Regions from separate parts of the Oryctolagus cuniculus genome. Here region 2 is linked to region 1. The links are chromatin contacts, called in public Micro-C maps. All regions are on one chromosome and are shown on one strand. The core of a region is the stretch at or near the end of the contact, and the rest is flanking DNA. Distances in the headings are between cores, read along the strand shown.

Region 1 (4,487 bases), core at 440-2,939:
GGGAGGGGCTACAGAAACTGGGCCGGACTCTTCTTTCCCTCCCTCCCCCCTCCCTCCCTCCCTCCCTCCCCCCTCCCTCCCTCCCTCCCTCCCTCCTTTCTTTCTTTCTTTCTTTCTTTCTTTCTTTCTTTCTTTCTTTCTTTCTTTCTTTCTTTCTTTCTTTCTTTCTTTCTTTCAGAGAGAGGGTCACACAGATCTGCCAATTCACTTCCCAAATGCTCACAACAGGCAGGGCTGGATGAGGCTGAAGCCAGGATCCAGAAACCCAATCCAGGTTCCCCTACGTGGATGTCAGGGACTCAACTACTTGAGCCATCACCTGCCGGTTCCCAGGAGGTGCCTTCGGGCAGCTGGAATCGAGAGCGGAGCCGGGACTTGAACCCAGGCACTCTGATGGGGGACACAGCCTCTCCCTGGTTTGCGTGGACACCCCGTCGGGGAGGGGAGGGAGATGCGCCTGGGGAGGCTCATCTCACCTTCTTACTGGGATCCCCCGCCAGGTAAACGAGGGGAACAGGCTGGCTCCTGGGGTTGCTCCCCAGACTCTGGCCCGGAAGTCCTGGCCGTGGCTCCTGCCACCCTCTCCCACCCAGTTCCCCAAGCCAGAAGTCTGGGACTTGCCCTCCTCTTCTGTGCCTCTCTCAAATCCCAGCAGCCTCTGGACTCCCAGGAGGCCCCTAATGCACACCTCTCTCCTGCGCTCCACCTGCTCTTCTCTCAGAACCACACAGCGGGAGGTGACAGTAGCTCGGGCACACGTGACCTTGCACGGGTGCCACCTCCTCCGCCCGTGCAGGGGGCAGTCACTCCATCCTGGGCCGGCTCCTGGGCCAGCCTCAGGGACGGGGTCTCCGGCTCTCAAGCCCTCCAGCCACACTTGCCTCCTCTCCTGCCTCCCGCTCAGGCCTGCTCAGCAGGGAGAAGCAGGAAGGGGGTCTCCTGGCGCCGGCAGGTGAAGACAGGGCCAGTGCCTTGCCCAGGGAGGTGGCCGAAGGAGCTGCATGAGCGTGGCTGCTCCTGGCTCAGCTTCTCCTGCCCGGCGCTCGCAGGAGCCTGGGGCGGGGTCCGGCCAGACAAGGAGACCAAGTCAGCTCCCAGAGCCGGCCTCCTCTCGCCTGTCTCAGGACAAAAATAACGAACTCCAGACTCCCAGCGCACGCTTCCCCGGTTGCAGCCGGAGGCCCCCTCCGCCCCTGGGACCCGATCCCGGCCGCCGCTCCCGCATCTCCACCGTCGGGAGCGCGGCGGCTGGCCCGAGGGGCGCGTCCCAGGCCGGGAGAAGCGGGCGGGTCGGGGCCGCCGGAGCCGCCGATCGGGCCGCGCAGGGGGCTGGGGCGTGGCGCCGGAGTCTGGCCGTGGGACTCACCTCCCGCGCTCGCACCCACGGCCGGCGCCAGGCTCCAGAGCTGCAGAAGCAGGGGCAACAGCGCGCCCGCGGCCCCCGCCATGCTCGCTCCGCCGCGTCGTCTGCCGGCCGCTCCCCCGGCGCTGGGGGGAGGCGGGGTGGGACACACAGGCCGCCTCCCACCCGGCCTTTGTTCGGGGAGGGGCCCTGGGCAGCCTCATCCCGTCCCGAAGTGACCCCCTCTGTGAAGCCGGGCGGGCTGGGGACGAGTCTCCTGCGCAGGACCCAGGAGGAGCCCTCCGCAGGAACCCCAAGGTCCCCCGCTCTGGGCTGCCCGCCGCCACTCCCGCCCCTTGGGGTCACTCCTCCGCTGGGCCCGCAGGCAGTCTGAGCTGGGTTCCAATCCCTGCAGTCGACTCCCTGTGGCCCCTAACTGCTCTGCGCCTCAGTTTCCCTGCTTGCAAACTGGGGATCACGCTGTCTACTTGATTGATGCATGTGCAGTGAGAATTTACACGTGAGAGTGTCCAGACAAAGAAAACGGTCAGCAGAGAACAAATGGTAACAGGAGGTGTCACCCCCACCGTGGGAGGTCAAGGGTGGCCTATGGTTTTGCCCTGGACAACACTCACTCACCAGCCTCCCCACCCCAAACGTGGAGGCCACCCTCACTGGCTGGTCCCAACCCCATCTCTCGGCTTCTCAGATCAGGCCTAGGCTGCGTGTGGAGTGAGGCTGAGTAGGGGGCAGGGCTGTGCTCTGGGCTCAGCAGGAGGAGGGGGCTGATGGGAGGAAGTGAGGGAAGCCGGCTTGCCTGGGCCCACGGCTGGGAAACTCCTTAGTGCAGCTGGGATGCAGAGGGGGTGGGGGTGGGGCTGGGGCCGGGCTCACGGGCAGGACTGTGCAGGCGGAGCTGTGAGTTCTGCCAAAGCAGCCTCCCTCCCTGCCCTGGGGACAGAGACAGAGGCGCCCCAGCCCCCAGGCCTCCAGAGCCCAGCCCTGGGCCCAGGGGGTCTCCACAGCATTGGGAGGGCGGCTTCAGAGCCCAGAAGCTGGCGGCCAGGAGCTGGGGTCACAGCCCAGGGGACGAGAGCCAGTGACTACATTTCTCTCCTTCATGGGACGCTATCTCATAGCAGTCAGCATGAATGAAATAAGCTGCTAAGTAAAGTGTGGGGACAAATTCCATCCTGCGGGCTCCAGCCCCGTTCTGTGCCCGGTCACCCCCACCCACGTCCGTGTAAGCAGTAGGAACCGCCTGGGTGTTGCTCTGTACCCTTGGCATGGCACGTGTGGCCTAACAGGCACCTTGCACACCTCCCTGAGTTGGTTTAGGTGCAGGATCCCAGCCCCGCCCCCATAAAACCCTTGGCAGCTCACCTTCCAGTTGCCTCTCTCAGTGGTCCCCAACTCAGCCTGTCCACCCCAGGCACAGGGCCTGGCTGCCTGGAATAGATCTGGGATTCCATTTCCCAGTCTGGCTTCGCCTCTCCCAAGCTCAGCCTCCGCAGCCAGCAGAGCCCCTCCGGGAGGGGTCTCCTCAGCCCCCACAGGCCCACCTGAGGCAGGAAAGTCCATCAACATCAGGTGTGCTCCCGGTTGGGACCCAGGACCTGCGGTGCACAGTGTTCTGTTTCGGTTCTGCTGTGGAGACACCAGGCGGTCGGGCTGAGCATCTGCACCAGGCATCGGAGCCCACGTGTGTGTGTGTGTGGGGGGGGGTGGCGGGAGGGGGCCAAGTGCCCAGCGTGACTGTGACTGTGAGCCCCAGGTTCTGCAGTCTCTGGGGAGCAGAAAGCCACCCGTCTCCTGCCGCTTCTCCACTCTCTGAGCGCCTGGGGATCCCATCAGGCTAAGGGTAGAGGGGGAAAGGAGGGGACGTACGTGTGGGTCCCTTCCTGCATTCCCTCTTCTCCTCACCCCCTTCTATTCCTGTGTAGGTTTTATTTATTTATTTATTTTATATATTTGAAAGACAGAATTACAGAGAAAGGTAGAGACAGAGGTTTTCCATCTGCTGGCTTACTCCCCAAGTAGCTACATTGGCTGGAGCTGAGCTGATCCAAAGCCAGGAGCCAGGAGCTTCCTCCGGGTCTCCCATGTGGGTGCAAGGGCCCAAGGACTCGAGCCATCCTCCACTGCTTTTCCAGGAGCATCAGTAGGGATGCTGGATCAGAAGTGGAACAGCCGGGACTCGAACTGGCGTCCATATGGGATGCTAGCACTGCAGGCCAGGGCTTTAACCCACTGTGCCACAGCACAGGCCCCTGTGCTCTGTGTTTTAATTGCTGATACAGTGGCCCCTGGGCACTGGTCATAAGGCTAATGCCAAGAGGAATCTGAATGCTCAATTTTAATTCACTGAACCGCTTTTAGTATAAACTGTCATATGTAGTGTGAGTCGTGAGGAAAGAAGCCTTGAGGGAGGCTTTCGAAGTGGGGTTGGGAGACCAGGAGTCCGTACACCCCCAGCAGCTGCCTGGAATGCGGGGGCCTGTTCTCCTTCCTGCTTTGATGGCAGGCGTCTTCGTGACTGGACAATTCCACTGAGTCCAGAGGCTCCAGACACAGGTCAAAAGGCTATCAGATGTCTGCTCATTTTCTGGACATTTCTATTTGGCTTGTTCATTCCTTTCTTCTAAAAATGTGTGTTTTCATTTACTTAAAAGACAAAAGAGATGCATAGAGAGAGAGAGACAGAGAAAGAGACACAGAGATAGGGATCTTCCATCTATCAGTTCATTCCCCATATGTCCACAACAGCCAGGGCTGAGTCAGGCTGAAGCCAGGAGCCAGGGGCTCCACCTGGGTCTCTCCCACGTGGGTGGCAGGGGTCCAGGTACTTGGGCCATCATCTGCTGCCTCCCAGGGTGAGCAGGAGCAGGGAGCTGGGTTGCAAGTGCAGCAGCCAGGACTCGATCCTGTGTTCCTATGTGGGATGTGGGAATCCCAAGTGGTGGCTTGGTCAGCTGTGCCACAATGTCCACTCCAGTTCATCCCCGTTAAAGATGTATTTTTTAAAAATTTATTTGAAAGGCAAAGTAACAGGGCGAGAGAGAGGGATCTTCCATCTGCTGATCTACTCCTCTGATGGCACAACAGCCAGGTCTAAGCCAGCTGAAATCGGGAGCCAGGAACTCCA
Region 2 (4,189 bases), core at 482-2,981, 140 kb after region 1:
TCGTCAGTGAGTCTACTCCCTTGTCTTCCCACAAGGTAAACAAGGTCGTGGGGGCCGACTTTTTTTTTCCAAGTGCAATATTCAAGTCAAAGTTGCACATTTTAAATATTTATTATGCACTTGGTGCCTAGAGGCTCATTTTAATAGGCCACAGCACTTTTAAGCACCAGTTATGAGTTAAATAAAAATAGAGAGGGGACAACTTAAAAATACGCTGAGTATAACATGCAAAAAAAAAAAAAAGTAAAGGTGCTTTATCCATCTGTACAAGCCTCTTTAGTGTCCAAAGCATTTCACGATTCAGAAGGTAAATCGTACGTTTAAGATTTTAAGTCAGCAAGATCCCCACCTGTATGCTCCCACACAGAAATAAAGTGCAGCAAAGGTGAGTGTGAAAATCAGGGATCGCATCAAATAGCTGAGTCAAAGGCAGAGCTACAAGGGACACACGACTAACGGGTGGAAACTAAACACCTCACTGCACGTTCAGATTTATGTGGAACAATCAACCAATTATACATAAACACCTGAAAGGGAAATGAAATTAGAGGTCGATAGGAAGCAAAATGAGAACTCCGAAGATGGCCTGCGATCAGAACCGGTACGCTTTTCTTTCTTTATGTTGCATTCGAAAGCAAAGGGGGAAACTCACGTGTGAAAGGCTACAGACACCCGAGAAGTTTCGAGAATACTAAGACTCAAACTGTAGTGCAAGACCCGCCAGGAACGGGGAGCCGCGAGTGAGGCTAGGACTGGGGAGGACCTGGCAGATGCCACACCTGGGCCCCCGGAGACCGCTACGACGCCCGTAAGTGGAAGACAGAAACACTGGAGTTGGGTTTGTCTAAGGGAGGCAAAACAGAAAAGGCACGGCCTACAAAGCAACAGAAAGCGCGCAGAACTTGAAGCGGGTTAGATCCTCGCCCCGAGCCAGAAGTACGGGACCCGCGACTCCGATTCTACGGGACGGGGAGAGGGCCAGTTCGCGACCGATCAGCTGCGACCGGGCTCCGAAAGGCGGCAGAGATGCGGCTCCGCAGCCCCACCCCGCGGCGCCAGCTCCTCCCCGAGGAGGACCTCACGAGGCCAACCGCCGGGCTCAGGTTCTCCCCTCGAGCCGAGGTCCCACCCCGACCCGGCCCCGCGGCACAGAACGGCCTCTCCGGGCCCCTCACCGAACGCTGCAGCTCCCCAAGCCAAAACGAGGCGCGCTCCTTGCCGCTGGGGTCTGGGTCGTGGTAAAGCGCCTGCACCGCCTGGTACACGAGCTGCAAGGTCGGCTTTGCTCCTTCCATGGTGCTGGCGGCAGTGGTGGCAGCGACGGCTCCGATTCTTCGCCCAAGGCTCCCCGGGTTGCTCCGCCTTCGCGCTTCCTCACTGTCTCGGCCACGGCCGCTCCCTGACTGGCGCCATCTCCTCCTCTTTGGCCGTTACCAGGGCAGAGGGGTTCCCTGTGGAAGTTGCCCCCTCGGAAACAGCAGTTAAGTCGTATTCAAGTTCCAGGCCTTTTTTTCCGGCCTTTCCACTCGACTGCAGACTTCCGAGTCCGGACGCCGGTGCTCGCCTCTTCACTTGCTGACTCGCCCTCAGAAGCCGATCTCAGCACGAGACACACACCACGCAGCGCGCCTAAGCCGCGCTCACCCGGACCGGAAGCGCCGCACCGACACCTTGGGCTCACTTCCGCCTGGTGCGCTACAAACGGCCTCCTTCCCGACACGCCTCCTCTTGTCTCCCCGCCCCCTCCCGGAAGTGGCCCCGCCGCGCCGGGAGCCGGGGAGAAGCGCTGAGGGCGAAGTAGTTCTCCGGGTTTCCCGGATTCGGCCGGCGCCTGAGGGGCGACGTGTGGCCCGTACCGGAGCCGCTCTCCTTTCCTGGGCGCTGGGTCTGAGGACTTTGCTGCCGTTCGGACTTCGCCACCCGTGTCCACAGAAAGCTGGCTGGCCCCCGTGGTCAGAGCGAGACAATTCAGCTACCCGTAGGCTGCCCGCTGTACTGGAGATCCAACTCTGACTGTTGAAGAGACACGCACGCTGCGATACAGCCCTAACATATGTGCCTCCTTGAAATAATTCCAGAATGCCGAGCGTCTCCATTCACCCGCTGCCCTTTCTACGAAGTCCTCGCACTCAAGAGTGTGACACGCTGCACTCCAGGATATTTGCATATATCTGTAGGATCGTTTTCACATTGCATGCCCTTTCTGTGTATGCTTTTCTTCCCAAATCAGAGAATCGGTGGTTAACAAGTCTCAGCTCACGAAAGAAAACAATATCGGAAGCTGTGCTGGGGAGAAATTTGAAACAAAAGGTAGCAGCGTGTTAAAGGGTTTCCCAACATTGTTGCTATTCCTTTGCAGTGATAAAGAGCGGTTACTAAGCGACACATGTTTACCATGTGTAAAACGCCCGAAGATCTCAGTTAATCCCAACAGCGTTACAAGGTTCTCCAGTTAAAAGTGTGAGAATTTGAAGAATGAGAGGAACGTAACTTGCCCAAGGTTACAGTCGTTAAATGAAAGGATTTGAATCCAGAGCAGTCCCACTGCAGAGTACAACCCCACCATCCTGGGTGTTCGTTTGCTTCTGGATTGTCACTGCCAGCACTGTGTAACTGCCTCCACCAAGATGAAACAGTGTCGCCCCAGAGTTGTATAACATCAGATTAAAAAAGCTTGATGTTTTAGCTAGCTAGTTCATTCATGAAAAAAAAAAAAAAAAAAAAAAAAAAAGCTCACCTTTGGTCCAGGCCCTTATGGCACTCGGTCTGGTTGCGAGGAAAGACAAGCACTTTAATACAGAATAAAAAGTTTTATAAATGTCTGCAATCCAACAAATGCTTAGCACCTCCTACCTTGTACCATATTTTCCAAAACATGGATTGTAGAACCCAAATGTAAGAGCTAAAACTACACAACTCTTAGAAAAAAAAAAAAAAAAAAAAAAAAAAAAAAAAAAAAAAAAAAACAGGAGTCCGTCTTCCTAATGTTGGGTTGGGCAATGGTTTCTTAGATATGCCACCAACAGCAACGTCAACAAATGAGAAAACAGATGAAAAGCCAAAAACTAAAAATATACGTCCGAGCAAAAAACATATATCAAGGGGCACTGTCAAGAAAGTGAAATGATTATCTGAAAATGAAGAAAATCTTTGAAAATGGTATCTATTGTTAGCGAGCACAGGGGGTCCGTGTGCTTGGGGTGACATCACATCATCAGCCACAAGCAGGAGGAAAGCTTCATTTACTTGTGCCAAGTAAGGGCGGCCATGAAAGGGTATAATTCCCTTTGAAAACTGTCTCCTGGAGAAGCTGTTGGCTAGTACTTTTAGAGCAAGGGTTAGAGTCTAAGATGCAGCAAAAGAAGAGGGAGAACGCCCCCTCCTGCTCATAAATGTGAGCCACATACATCTTTATCCATTGTATGTTCAGAAAACAGGGGCACTCTCCTCCCCAAGGCAGAGAATTTCCTATGCTGATGATAGTTCAGCTTAGGTCTCAAGATCTGGCTCAACCTTGCAGCTTTTTTGTTTTTTTGTTGTTGTTGCTGTTTATTTTTTGTATTTTTTTAACTGGGCCATTTTCATATTTTAATGTAAATTTTATGGCTTAAGAAATAGTTCTCTTGGTTGCACATGGGTAAGGCTGGTTGGTGGTATTCAGAAACATCACAGTAATGGTAGTATTCTCACTAACTTGTAGTCTTCGATAATGATCGTAAGTTACTCATATGAAACTGCTGTCCAAGAATAAGGCTGCATTTGTGCAGGCATCATTTTCAGGACTGTTGGCGACCTGGACCTATTTCCGCAAAATAGCCTTAGCTCCTTGTGTCACAAGGCCCAGGTCCCTCACTTTCACCTCCATGAGCATCTTTGGTAATAATACCCAGAGCTGCATATAATGGGGATGGTGGATTCTTTCTTACACCAAGTGCTGGCCAGCAAAAGGTGGCTGTCACTTTTGGATGTTCGTGGGCCTCCATGGAATGTAAACCCCTCGGCCTAATGAAGCTTTCATATTTAGGTGATTTTCTTGTAAATCCATCTCCATAAAGCAAACTTTAGTAACCACCCCTTTCCAGGCCTTCTTTTTTTCCCTTTCCTGTTCAAAAAAAAAAAAAAAAAAAAAAAAACTTTTAATATTTCTGTTTCTCCCTGGACACAAACTTGAGGCAGAGGGACTTCCATT

Evidence for each region. Hi-C and Micro-C count contacts between places; a contact is called where the count stands out from the background.
Region 2: a contact with region 1 is called in a Micro-C map of ear pinna, with 2.8 times the contacts expected there. The contact joins the promoter of TNPO3 here to the promoter of KCP in region 1. A contact is called at or near these places in 2 of 6 Hi-C or Micro-C datasets (ear pinna and an unstated tissue).

What each region holds. Positions count from the first base shown.
Region 1 is chr3:165,089,879-165,094,365 of mOryCun1.1, forward strand. KCP (kielin cysteine rich BMP regulator) reads right to left here and starts at 1,690. Exons shown (of 45, transcript XM_070071297.1): 1 at 1,367-1,690. The coding sequence starts at 1,448.
Region 2 is chr3:165,229,817-165,234,005 of mOryCun1.1, forward strand. TNPO3 (transportin 3) reads right to left here and starts at 1,732. Exons shown (of 23, transcript XM_008258220.4): 1 at 1,176-1,732. The coding sequence starts at 1,295.